Linked DNA regions of Mus musculus: region 1 is linked to region 2. The links are chromatin contacts, called in public HiCAR-type maps. All regions are on one chromosome and are shown on one strand. The core of a region is the stretch at or near the end of the contact, and the rest is flanking DNA. Distances in the headings are between cores, read along the strand shown.

Evidence for each region. HiCAR-type assays count read pairs that join an accessible place to other places.
Region 1: a HiCAR-type map of astrocytes shows a contact between it and region 2, with 7 times the contacts expected there. The contact joins the promoter of 2610300M13Rik here to the promoter of Prdm5 in region 2. A contact is called at or near these places in 13 of 39 promoter capture datasets (the 3T3-L1 cell line, cranial neural crest, embryonic stem cells and 7 more), 3 of 484 Hi-C or Micro-C datasets (bone marrow-derived macrophages, cortical neurons and nephron progenitors), 6 of 115 datasets of contacts at active chromatin or transcription factors (astrocytes and embryonic stem cells) and 4 of 9 other capture datasets (adipose tissue, embryonic stem cells, liver and 1 more).

Annotation. Positions count from the first base shown.
Region 1 is chr6:66,461,546-66,468,551 of GRCm38.p6, forward strand. It overlaps 2610300M13Rik (a long non-coding RNA gene), which reads right to left and starts at 4,938. Exons shown (of 3, transcript XR_869151.1): 1 at 4,859-4,938; 2 at 3,966-4,220.
Region 2 is chr6:65,776,738-65,784,083 of GRCm38.p6, forward strand. Prdm5 (PR domain containing 5) reads left to right here and starts at 2,225. Exons shown (of 15, transcript NM_027547.2): 1 at 2,225-2,456. The coding sequence starts at 2,364.

The DNA of each region.
Region 1 (7,006 bases), core at 3,688-6,187, 690 kb after region 2:
TGAAGTTCTCTATCTTTGTTGGATCTTTCTGTGGTTTAGGTATCAGAGTAATAGTGGCTTCATAAAATGAGTTGGGTAGAATACCTTCTACTTCTATCTTGTGAAAAAGTTTGTGCAGAACTGGAGTTAGATCTTCTTTGAAGGTCTGATAGAACTCTGCACTAAACCCGTCTGGTCCTGGGCTTTTTTTGGCTGGGAGACTATTAATAACTGCTTCTATTTCTTTAGGGGATATGGGACTGTTTAGAAGGTCAACTTGATCCTGATTCAACTTTGGTACCTGGTATCTGTCCAGAAATTTGTCCATTTCGTCCAGGTTTTCCAGTTTTGTTGAGTATAGCCTTTTGTAGAAGGATCTGATGGTGTTTTGGATTTCTTCAGGATCTGTTGTTATGTCTCCCTTTTCATTTCTGATTTTGTTAATTAGGATTTTGTCCCTGTGCCCTTTAGTGAGTCTAGCTAAGGGTTTATCTATCTTGTTGATTTTCTCAAAGAACCAACTCCTCGTTTGGTTAATTCTTTGAATAGTTCTTCTTGTTTCCACTTGGTTGATTTCACCCCTGAGTTTGATTATTTCCTGCCGTCTACTCCTCTTGGGTGAATTTGCTTCCTTTTTTTCTAGAGCTTTTAGATGTGTTGTCAAGCTGCTAGTATGTGCTCTCTCCCGTTTTTTCTTGAAGGCACTCATAGCTATGAGTTTCCCTCTTAGAAATGCTTTCATTGTGTCCCAAAGGTTTGGGTACGTTGTGGCTTCATTTTCATTAAACTCTAAAAAGTCTTTAATTTCTTTCTTTATTCCTTCCTTGACCAAGGTATCATTGAGAAGAGTGTTGTTCAGTTTCCATGTGAATGTTGGCTTTCTGTTATTTATTTTGTTATTGAAGATCAGCCTTAGTGCATGGTGATCTGATAGGATACATGGGACAATTTCAATATTTTTGAATCTGTTGAGGCCTGATTTGTGACCTATTATGTGGTCAATTTTGGAGAAGGTACCATGAGGTGCTGAGAAGAAGGTATATCCTTTTGTTTTAGGATAAAATGTTCTGTAGATATCTGTCAGATCCATTTGTTTCATCACTTCTGTTAGTTTCAGTGTGTCCCTGTTTAGTTTCTGTTTCCATGATCTGTCCATTGGTGAAAGTGGTGTGTTGAAGTCTCCCACTATTATTGTGTGAGGTGCAATGTGTGCTTTGAGCTTTACTAAAGTTTCTTTAGTGAATGTGGCTGCTCTTGTATTTGGAGCATAGATATTCAGAATTGAGAGTTCCTCTTGGAGGATTTTACCTTTGATGAGAATGAAGTGTCCCTCCTTGTCTTTTTTGATGACTTTGGGTTGGAAGTCAATCTTATCAGATATTAGGATGGCTACTCCTGCTTGTTTCTTCATACCATTTGCTTGGAAAATTGTTTTCCAGCCTTTCATTCTGAGGTAGTGTCTATCTTTTTCTCTGAGATGAGTTTCCTGTAAGCAGCAAAATGTTGGGTCTTGTTTGTGTAGCCAGTTTGTTAGTCTATGTCTTTTTATTGGCGAGTTGAGACCATTGATGTTAAGAGATATTAAGGAAAAGTAATTGTTGCTTCCTGTTATTTTAGTTGTTAAAGGTGGCATTCTGTTCTTGTGGCTGTCTTCTTTTAGGTTATTGAGGGATTACCTTCTTTTTTTTTCTAGGGCGTTGTTCCCGTTCTTGTATTGGTTTTTTTCTGTTATTATCCTTTGAAGGGCTGGATTCGTGGAGAGATAATGCGTGAATTTGGTTTTGTCGTGGAATACTTTGGTTTCTCCCTCTATGATAATTGAGAGTTTGGCTGGGTATAGTAGCCTGGGCTGCAGTTTGTGTTCTCTTAGTGTCTGTATAACATCTGTCCAGGCTCTTCTGGCTTTCATAGTCTCTGGTGAAAAATCTGGTGTAATTCTGATAGGCTTGCCTTTATATGTTACTTGACCTTTTTCCCTTACTGCTTTTAGTATTCTATCTTTATTTAGTGCATTTGATGTTCTGATTATTATGTGTCGGGAGGAATTTCTTTTCTGGTCCAGTCTATTTGGAGTTCTGTAGGCTTCTTGTATGTTCATATGCATCTCATTCTTTAGATTTGGGAAGTTTTCTTCAATAATTTTGTTGAAGATGTTTGCTGGACCTTTGAGTTGAAAATCTTCATTCTCATCCACTCCTATTATCCGTACGTTTGGTCTTCTTATTGTGTCCTGGATTTCCTGGATATTTTGAGTTAGGATCTTTTTGCATTTTCCATTTTCTTTGATTGTTGTGCCGATGTTCTCTATGGAATCTTCTGCACCTGAGATTCTCTCTTCCATCTCTTGTATTCTGTTGCTGATGCTCAAATCTATGGTTCCAGATTTCTTTCCTAGGGTTTCTATCTCTAGTGTTGCCTCGCTTTGAGTTTTCTTTATTGTGTCTACTTCCCTTTTTAGGTCTAGTATGGTTTTGTTCATTTCCATCACCTGTTTGTATGTTTTTTCCTCTTTTTCTGTAAGGACTTCTACCTGTTTGATTGTGTTTTCCTGTTTTTCTTTAAGGACTTGTAACTCTTTAGCAGTGTTCTCCTGTATTTCTTTAAGTGATTTATTAAAGTCCTTCTTGATGTCCTCTACCATCATCATGAGATATGCTTTTAAATCTAGGTCTAGGTTCTCAGGTGTGTTGGGGTTCCCTGGACTGGGCGAAGTGGGTGTGCTGGGTTCTGGTGATGGTGAGTGGTCTTGGTTCCTGTTAGTAAGATTCCTCCGTTTACCTTTCGCCATCTGGTAATCTCTGGAGTTAGTAGTTATAGTTGACTCTGTTTAGAGATTGTTCTTCTGGTGATTCTGTTACCGTCTATCAGCAGACCTGGGAGACAGATTCTCTCCTCTGAGTTTCAGTGCTCAGAGCACTCTCTGCTGGCAAGCTCGCCAAAGCAACACAGTGTCTGAGAAAGGTCCTGTCTTGGGCCTTCTTCTTCGGCCAGGAGGAGGTCCAAATACAAGATATCTGCGCACCTTCCCTGTAAGAGTCCAAACTTTTATGGGTTTTCTTTCCCCAGACTTCAGACAGCAGCATTGTCAGGAAGCAGCAGTATTCCTAAAAGGGTGTCTGGGCATTGATATGCAAATACGGGCCACAAACATCCCATTTGGCCTCAGAATTCCTGTGTCTACCAATGTCACACAGATTTGAATCTGAGAAGTTTATTCACACCATAAACATGTGTTTCACCCTGTGAACAAATTCTGTTCTCTCAGAGTTCATGGCAACGAAGAACATGGTGGACGATAAAGCTGCCCTGTTTGATGTGATGTGCCTCACACCAGAAATCCCTTTGAATGGGCCAAAGTTGTATTCACTGCCCGAGATTTCAGTGTGAATGTTGCAAACTCTAGACAATAAGGGGCTGTTGTGGATGCTGTTATTTTTTGAAGGTAGTGTCTCTGTAATGAAGTAATTTATTTGTTTTTATTTTTAAAATAAAAAAGGTAAAAAGAAATTCATTCACACTACCACATAGCTAGTAAGGGATTAAAGCCACACTAACACTCAGGGACACTGACAGAACAGGCAAACCTTTTCAATAATAATCTTACAATAATCTTCCCTGTATCTGTTGCTGTAATTTAAGGGGGAGGGGGCAAAGTCGAACTTTCCGTCAGAAACAATGTTTTGTAAAAGCATCCCAGCCTGCATCTGTGCGGGTTCTATGGCGTTTCAATGCTCTGTGCTGCTTCTCCCTGCTCTCCACTGCCATCTCCAAATTCCACCTTAAGGTAACTGCTGCCATGTGGCAAACTCCAGTAATAAAGTCCCATCAAACAGGCAGAGAGCAGGGAATCCTCTTTTTCTATTGGTTCCTTCCTGACTCTTAAAAGCGCTGACTCATAACCCTGTGTCCCTTCAAAACAAAGTAAAATGGAAAAAAAGAAAAAAGAAAGAAAAACTTAGTTACTCGAAAGGAGCATAAAAACTTACCTGCTTATGTGGTTGACTTCAAGAAGGCATCTAAGATCAGCAGCACGTCCTTCAAACTTATCCCCAGTTGGTTTCTCTACTGACTGCAATAGTAAAACTGAAATCCTTTGCAACACGTGTTTGCACTGGGGACGATGTGGACTCAGGAGGAGACTGTGGTTCCATTCCTCTGTCGTGGCTTTACTCAGTGAAGACACCACACAAAAGCCAAAGATGAGCCAGTGAGTCGGATTGGGTGAGGGCAAAGAGAAAGCTCTGGAATTTGGGGACATCACAACAAAGTGACTTTTGGGAAGTTACACTATTGAAGCCAAACAGTTTTAGCTCCTTGTAAAAACACAATTGTGTAATCACAGAATTAAAATCTCAGTACTTCTTTTGTCTTTATGCTCCTATATTTTTATTACTGTGTAATTATTATGTCATACATTTTCCATGAAAATTTTCTCTACATCAATATCCTCTCATAGTATTTTAAAACTTTTTAAGTAGAGATGTGGATTTCTCTAATCATTAACTTCTATCTGGTTAAAGAAAATGAGAATAGTTGTAATATGTTTATATAATATAATCATACTTTTAAAGTATACAAGGAAATACTGGTTTGTTTTACAAACACTGTATTTTAACCAGCTGGTAATAATCATTGAGCCTAGGAAAAGATAAAGAGTGATTGTAATAAAGAGTTGCAAACACTACATCCAAGATACCCAGTTTTCTATAAGAAGAGATAGAAATAAAGGGTAATTGTTTTAAATCAAGGAGTCCCAACACTAAGGAAAGAGACAGAAGAGATCTTATGTTCTAGGCTAGCCTGGGCTACATGGTGAGTCTTTGTATAAAAAATAAGAAACAGTCAAAGAAAATGAGAGACTTCCAGGGTGAACACTTACTTGTTGGTCTCAGATATCAGAAGGAATAAAACTACAGCTCTCTCCACTGAGTAGATCCTAACAATGTTCACAAAAAGAGCCAAGGCTTCTAAGGAGGGAATCTTTTCAAACAACGTGTATGTGCTTGCTTTGTTTTGTGAATTCTAGGTAGAGATCTTCTAGGCTTTCTTCCGTGTCCAAGTTGTGAACAGCTAGTGAGTACAACTAGAAAAGGAGAAAATAATGTGATTCTTTAAAATATTTTAAAGAAATAAATCTTGCAAGGAAACTGTAACTAAAAACATCCTGGAGACTTTTCTGCGGAACTATAATCTTCAAGTTTGTGTTTATTTCTCTCTTCAATCTATCTAATCTTCCACAATTGTTTAGGGTTAAGAAAGCTGAAGCAAGATATCTGATGAATATTTAATTTCCACTTGTTTGTACGTATGTGATTATTCATATAATAGTCCCATGGATTTTTATGACATCTGCTTTGTTTTAAATAGTAAAGACATTTTTTTTTTGTTTTTCCTAAAACTGAGTTTTTACTTGAGACCCTAGTGCCATCTACTGAAACAAATTAAAACTACAGCCTTCTTACCATTGTTGAATAAGCACAACTTCCAAAGTAGCTTAGCCCTTGTCCTTACAATGTTTCGTTATAAAAAAAACACTTATTGTTTTTCCGCATATATCCAGGAAAATAGTCTCAACTCTCTGTTTCAACTGAAGAATCTAAAATTCATAATTATAAGTCTTTGATGAGCATTTCCTGGTAGAAACACAGTTTCTGGGTGAACCAAACAGAATTTGCCCTGTTCTAGGAACACAAAGATGAACTGAAAGTTCTATTTCCATATATTCTAGCTTAGGAAGAGTGCATCTCAGTGGTACTGTGCTGCTTGGTACACACAAGGTACAGAGTTCCATCGCCAGTTTTGAAAAAAATAAGTTCATTAGATCGAAAAATAATCATACATTTTGCAAACATTTCTAAATGTTCATTCTGAGAATAACAACGTGAAAGTTATTTTTGAGAGGTTTTAGACAACTGGATATCTTTTTAACTGAGAAAAAGTAGGCAAAAGTTCTGATAATGTATTTAGACAGTCTTACTATTTAGTATCAGAGCTGCAGCAGCACACACGTCAACTGAAGCTCTTCTATGAGCTGTGTGTGTTTACTGTCACTTCTTGATTAGTTATAGATAGCACAGTATAGTAACAATACCTTTGAAATGCTGGCAAGTAATGGAGTGACAATATTCAAATTGTAAAATACAACATGAAAATTAACTTTATATCTCCTCACATTCTTAGTTACCTGCTTATTTTGCTGTTAGCTCAATGCATGTGTTCTCCTGGACTGTACACAATACACAGTTATTGATTATTTAATTAAATTTAGACTTTCCTGTGTTCTCCTAACCCACCAAAACTATATATAAAGGCAAATATGTTACAGTCCATAATGTAAAGGAAGATTGATGTATATGTACAGATAAAATTTAATAGGCCATTAAAATGTTTGTGGGGCCCAGGATGTAGCTGAGATGGTAGACTACTTGCCAAGCATGAATGAACACTGGGTTCCTTCCCCAGTTCTACACAGACAGAGTGTGCAATGCCTGTAATCCCAGAATTTGGGAGATGGGAGAAGGAAGGTCAGAAGATCAAAGTCATGTTCATTTATACATCAACTTTAAAGACAGCCTGGGAAAACTAAAATTAAGTTTGGGATTAACTTTAATTTTATAAAGTACCTTTTTAAGTCCTAATAGGTAATTCAGATATAATTATGAATTGCAATTACATAGCAAAATGATTGTCAAATGACTAACATCACCTGAAAGTTAATTGTTATCAAAGATGTTTCTTTTATTTCCCCCACTTAAAATAAGCAAATAGAAATTTGGATCTGGGGAAAAAAACATTGAAAATCAATGATATATAAGATAGAAAAGACTATATTGTTCTAGCTACAAAACTGATAATTTCTAACGCTAAATACATTGTAATTATAAACCATGTATTGAGTCACTTAACCCTCAAAACAGTCTGAAATATAAATGCTATTGCTTGTTTTCTTTTATAAGGCATATTGAAGCACAAGAAAATTAACAGCTGGTTTGCTATGTGATGGCTTCCTATGTGAGCTCCAGAGTCC
Region 2 (7,346 bases), core at 975-3,474:
TGGTTGTACCTATAATACAAGTGCCACTTTTGCATCTTGATAATATCTTGTTGGTAGCACCATTGCTTCAGCCCATAAGCTTTCAGACAGTAGGAAAATTGAAACTTTTTCTCTGTTGGCAAGTTGGTCTTGCCTCTGCATTACGTAACCAGTGAGATATTACTATATTATATCTACGTGGCTTGAGATGGTTCTGGAAAACTGCATACTTCTTCAGAATTATCTGTTTTGTGGTTTGAATATACAATAAACCCCATCCTTTCATAACTGGAGTACTTTCTCTGAAAATGGGGTGCTCTTTTGGGAAGCTCTGTAAATTCAGAAGCGGACACATGCTGGGGGTAGTAGGCCTTGGGGGGGGTAGGTTCTTGTTGGTTGTATTAGTCCATGTTGCCTATTGTCTTGCTGTTTCCAGAACTACCATTATGTGAACTGATTGAATCTACAGGACCTTCTCACCATAACTCACCAAACTGAACCTGTGAGCCAAAACAGATCTGACAGTTGTATCAGTCATGTTTGAGTCAATACAGTTGGGTAAGGTAAGTTCTTTTAAAAGAACTCAGAGCTCAAGTCACTCTTTGGTTTTATAGTGGAAAAGGGGAAATCGGTGTAAGAACATTAGTCCTGCCTTGTTGGTTAATTACAAATACTTTCACGTTCCATCACTTCTGCAGGTTTTGAATTTATAAGTGAACTGTAGGTATAAACAGGACACATATCTGCTCAGTTTTATCTTATAGATCCTTCTGCAGAAAGCAGTGCTTTATCTTTTGTTGAACACAGTTGAATGAATTGACTTGGACAACTGACCACAGTATAACCATCTTAGTGTTTATCCTGATGTGTTATCTAGCTTGGAAAGGAAACACTGGAGACACGCAACAAAGAGAGGCAAGATATATTTGGTTTCATGGGCTGAGAGGTTTCGTGGCTCCATCACTTTCATGTCTCATGGCAACACAGAGGCACGTTGATGTAAAGGTAGAGAAAAGCTGCTCACCTTGGCATCCAGGAATCAGAGAAAGATGAAGAGGGACCTTAATGTCCTTTAAGAGAATGCTCATTTAATGACTTACGTTGTCCTATCAGGCTCTATCTTTTAAGTTCTACCAGCTTCCAATAGTAGCACTGGATAATGAATATGTCTATGGATGAATCCATTGACTAGGCTAGAACATTCCTTATACAATCACTTCCCAAAAGTATTCAACACATGAGTTTTGGCGAGACATTACCAAGGACTACATTACAGTCCTTTTAACAGCTACTCTGCTTTCTACTCTGATTTCTATTTTCTGTGATAAAACATTCTGGCCAAAAGGAACTTGGGGAGGAAAGGACTTTTTGGGGGAGAGGACAGGGCAAGAGGCGTATGTTTCCCATCTTGGTCCATCATTGAAAAATGTCAGGGCCAAGAGCTCAAGGCAGGAACTTGGAAGCAGGAGCCAGAACAAAACACTGCTTGCTCCCTATGGCTTGCTCAGCTTGCCTTTTTAAAAGACAACCTAGGACCATGTGACCCAGGGATGTCACCATCTACAATGTGCTAGACCCTCCCATTCCAATCTTTAATCCAGAAAAATGATCCACAGACTTCCTACAGAGCAATCTGATGGGGACATTTTCTCAATTTAAATTCCAGCTTCCCAGAGGGCTCAAGCTTGTGTCAAGTTAACAAAAAAAACCTAACCAGGATAACTGGTCTATTAAGGACTGGTAACCCAGTCTTGTTGAATGGAATGCAAGGCCCGGGGTCTGACTTGAACAAATCTGGTAAGAGGACTTGGTAGTCACAAGCCTTGGAAAGTAATAATCACTTTCCAGAAGGCTCCTCACCATATTACTTAAATACTTATATCCAATTCTCATCTTGAAATAGAGCAGACTCCTTGGCCTCTCCTTAGTTCAACCCTGGAACACTCATCCAGTAAGACTCAAAGGTTTCCCAGACTTTCTGGGTTGGTCTCGGCTGTGGTTAGCAAAAGGCTGTTTTGGAAATGCCAAGGCCTATTTCATTCTGCATCTGAGGAGATGCGGGAACCTCTGCCGAACGCAGAGATGGTGAGGAGGGTCGATGTGGCTACAGGCTCATCCTCATCTCGGAGCTGGAAGCTCCATGGCCTGGGGTTTGAGGCTTCCAGCCGGCGCCACAAACTTTGGGCCAATCAGCGCGGCCCGGTGGCCTGGGCTCCCCACCGCTCCGGCCGCGCCTGCCCCGGCCGAGGAGGGGCCTGGCCGCGGGGAGCCGAGGAGGGAGGTGGGGATTCTGGGAGCCGAGCTCATTTCCTCCTCCCGGCCGCCCCAGGCCCGCACCCCATCTCCACGTGCGGCGCCTCCGGAGCGCGGCCGAGCCACGGAGGATGCTGGGCATGTACGTACCAGACAGGTTCGCCCTGAAGTCGTCCCGGGTCCAGGACGGGATGGGGCTCTACACGGCCCGCCGCGTGCGCAAGGTGGGTGAGCGGCCCGCTCAGGCCGCGCCACGTCCCAGGGCCTGCGGGGAGAACGGGCCTGTAGGGAGCGGGTGTCTGGTTGTCTTTCGCGGCTGTGGCGAGAGGCTCCCATGGGCTGCAGTCTCCCCCAGCCCAGCGCCGGACGGCTCCTGAATTCTGAACAGTTGGCAGCCTGGTCATACCCCTCACTGCTTGTGCAGATGGGCCCTGGCAGCTTGCAGCCCAGTGCAGGCCCGGGAGCCACAGAAGCAGGCCTTCCCGACATTGCCATCCTGGGGGTGGTATCTGGATCTTCGGCCTATTTTCTTTGAGTTTTTGAATTTTATCCTGGCATTGGATCACCTTCCAGAACGGCACAGGCATGGGATCAAGTTAAGCGCAGGTTTCCCTGTCTGTGAGATGACCCACTATAGATGTTGGTTGTTCATTGGAGAGATGTAGAAGACAGGAAACCAGAGCGCTCCAAATCTTAAGTTATAACTTTAGAACATGGTGGCTTGAGCTATTGTGGGTTAGCAGACTTGAAATAGAGGAGTCAGGGCAGAGACATCTAGAGTAAGCAGATCCAAGGTTCACAGAGCAGGGCCAATGCTTGGTACTTTGTCCATATATATCATTTGACTTTACCCCTCAGTACTCTGGGGAACTGTCTTTTAGTTATCATTTAAGAGGTGAGCATAGGAATGCTGCAGTTAACCTGCCAAGTTAACGAATTAAGCTTCAAACCCATGGTTTCTGAAAGGAAAACATATGCTCTTTCTAGAACATTCTGTTATGGAACAACATGTTTATAAACCTTGCCCCTGACACGTTCCCGGCCTCTCCTCGCTGTTTTGATTTTGCCCTGTTAGCAGATACTTAGAAAAGCAGAGGTTCAGAGGGTAGTGTGTGAATGTAGCTCTGGGCTCACAACATGACCTACAAGAAGTTACCATAGGTCAAGTGGTCAAAACAAAACAAAACAACAACAAAAAACAACTCACATATTAAATGTAGACAAACAAAACACAGGAGTTAATACTTCATTCCATTTAGTGATGAGTTGGATAGATATTGCCACATGACGAAATGTCAAAATCAGCAGTCTTGCAAAGCCAAGTATCACCATCATCAAATGACTCCCATGTCCCATTGACATATGCTTCTGTTTAGGTCTTACAGCATGAAAAACCCCTAAATGGACTTTTCCTGAAGGTTTCTGGTGTAACTATAATTAAGAATAATTTTGTGCTCACGAATAGTAGGACACCAGACAGCTGTCCAAAAGTAAGAATTACTGCACAATCCTCCTTCTGCTTTACTCAGACCATTTTTTGGTAGTTGAGCAGGGCATTCTCTTTGACATTTTCATGTCCTTGTGTTGGGAGTACTCGTTGGTGTGGGCTGAAGCATCTTGAGCCATCCTACTGCAGCATTGGTAGGCATTCATCTTCTGCTGCTGATATCACTTAAACAAACCAACAGATTTTCATCCAGATAACATCTAGCATGATGACCACACACAATGTGGCTTACAGAAACCCAGCCTGTTTTTGACAGAGTTGTTATTCTAAGATATGCAATCACAAGCTCACGGAGAGCTTCCCTGATGCCTGTACGGCAGCTGTTTCCTCCCCTGTACTCCAAGGACAAAGCTGAAGCCTCCCAGGCTTGTGAGAAGAAGCTGAGTGTTCTTACACGCCTTACCTATGTCACCACATCTCATCTCTTAATTATTTCCCAAGTCACCCATGTACATATCTCCTGACTATATTTCAAGAGGTCTGAGATGACAACAGCTGTGATTGGAGCTATGTTAAGGACCTCAATTAAAAACTCCTCATGCTCTTCTAAGCAGATTGTGAGGTTTACCACTTTAGACCATGTGTTGCCAACAACAGATGTCATAGCATACTTTTATAGCAGGTGTGCTTATATAATTCATCTGTTTTACAAAGTGATTGAGATTCAAGTTCTTTGTTGATTTGAAAATTCAGACATTAGAATCCAGAATAGGCTTGGGGAAATCTTCCAAGAGCCCCAAGAAAATCCATACCTGTACTTTCTATAGGTTGTTTGAGGTACTTTTTCTGAAGGCACCCCTTATTTCTCTAGACCCACCCCTTTTGAAGCATTCCTTCAGTGGGGCTCTGCAACTGTATCTAGATAATCTGGACCATTGTATACAGAGCAATTTGAGTGACATTTCACCATGTCCTGGTCCTGTAAAGATGCACCCTTGCTCATCATGTACTGGTTATGCTTTACTTTGTTTGCAGGAATCACGGACACGTGATTGTTGAACACGGTAACAGTCCTGCATTAAAGCCTGGCTGTGCGCCTTTAGCAGGGGGAAGAGAAAGTGTGTTTTGGACCAAATGTAAGACAGACTAGGATTTAATAGGTTACAAATAATGACATTTTAAAGAGCATCACGGGTGATCTGTTCTACACATTGTCATGGTGTGGGTGGCCGCACCAGAGATTTATAGCTGCCTCTGAAGTTCCCATGCCTCCCCCACTATCAACTGTCAACTCCTTGTCTCTCAGACCAAGGAGACACTGCTCATGAAAAACGGTTAGTGAAAATAAGTTTAATGCCCAGTTTGTAAAAAATAGAAGAAAAATGTAAAGATAAGTTGAAAGTGTGAAGTTTGGAGGAAAATATATGATTAAAACAAAATAAACCAACCAGCCAAACAAACAAACAAACATGAAACCCAAAAGAGAAAAGCAGGCAGAGGAAAGATTACCATGTTAATACTGGAAGACCAGAATTTGTGTACTAATATGTTTTGCTGATTACTGTTGAAGGTGACCCCTCTAAATGGATTTTTATCTTAGGGCTGAAACTCTGCCAGTAGATGTTTATTACATTTTCTGGCGGCTGATGGTAAGTCACTAATCTGGAAATAGAATCACTGCAGTGACACTGTCCCCCTGTTTGTACAGTCAGGTGTCACCATGGGGACCCAGTGAGGCCTTATATTTCCTGCTGTGATGACAGACTTTTAGAGATACATCAAAGATGCATTTAAAACGATGTTTTCACTGAAACTTTGTATTTTGCTTCTGTGTTGATAACAGCTACCAATAATTAATTTGTTTATAATTTAATATAGCTTGGCTAATGAAACATTTATGAAGCTATTGCGATTGTTAGGAACTATCCGTGTTAGGAGACAGAGGGTGAATGCCAGATAGCGATTGTGCAGCTTTTCTCAGGTCTTACTGAAGCCATACAGCAAAAACCTGCTTCCTAGGTGACACAGAACTGATGCTAGGGCAAGGTCTATCCACACTAAGACGGTTCATCAGATTTGAACTCAGGTCATTCCATGAATTGGGCATCCTTCATGTAAAATTTGAAGTGTCCAAAATGTGAAAATTTTTGTATGGCTATGTGATACCAGAAAGGGAACACAGTTCTGAATGTATGAACTCACCTTCAGACTGTGTAAAGTGCTTATGAAACATGAATTCTCTATTTAGCACACATTTATATATCTATCTGTCTGTATATCTGTAGTTATAGAATACCCTCCCCTGAACTCTGGAATCCAGAACACTTGTTTATTCATAGACCAGATTAGGAATAGTTGGTTGGCTTATACTCTTATCAAAAAGGCATTTTCTCTGTAATCATTAAATGTTAAGTTTGTAAATGCACTCAAACACAAAGATTATTTTTATTGTATTATTTTTTATAACATATAAAAATATGCAATATATGAGAATATATAAAATATAAATATATGCAATATATAATATATAAATTTATAGAAACTTAATACAATAATATATGATAATATATTATTATTTATCTTTAAAATGGGACATTTCTCATTCAGCAGTAGTGTGAATAATTCCTCTAATTTATCTACATTGGCTCGTATTACTATATTTTAGCAGTGTTTTTTTTTTTTTTCCTAACTAGGCCATGTTAACTGTGTAAAATAATGGGTTTTATTGTGGTATTTTCATGCATGGATGTCATGTACTTTGACAACACTCATCTCCTTTGTCCTCTCTTGACCCTGTCTTTCCTCACTGATTTTCACTTTCCTAAATAAACCTGCTTTTATTTTGATGTCTTAGTATTTTTTTTTAATATAGACTTGGCATATGAAAGAACACATGTGATACTCATCTTTTGGGGCTTAGCTTGTTTCATATAGCACTATGGCCTCCAAATTCCATTGATTTGCCTACAGATTATATAATTTCAATATGCATGGCTGAATGAAAAACTCCATTGTTTGTGTAGATGTGTATAATTAATTAATTAATATGTCAAATTTTCATCATTTATGTCTCTTTCTTTTAACATGCAGACTGGTGCCATAACTTGGGTAGTATGAACAGGTCTTTTATGGTGATTGAAGATATTCCATAGTGAAGATGTGCAATATTATTTCTTTATGGCATATTGCACAGTCATTTAATCACTATATGCCAGGGTCTATCCTAGACACTTGACTAGACCAGTGAAGAAAATGAATATTCTGGCTCTTGAGCAGCTTCATTATCCAGTAGGCAAATGTTATTGTATACTAGAACTTGATAAATACTATAGGAAAACAGTGGGGGTAGGGCTGGCTCTGGTTGGCTGGGAAAATAATGAGGAATGTTATAAATTAGGTATCCTAGCTAGTTTTCATTAAGGCGAGATTTGAACAATGGCATGAAGGATTGTAGGAAACCAGCCAAATATATTTCCAGGGGAAGAACATTCTTGCTAGGGAACAAGTTAGTCTGAAATCCTGAGACAGGCAAACTTGCTTTGCCTGTTGGTTTCCAGGGAGATTAGTATGGCATTCCAGGAGTGAGCTAGGGCAGGTCCTCCAATACCTTAAGAAAGGGAGGGTATTTGAAGGAGAGCCACATTTCCTAGAGCATTTCATGCAGCTG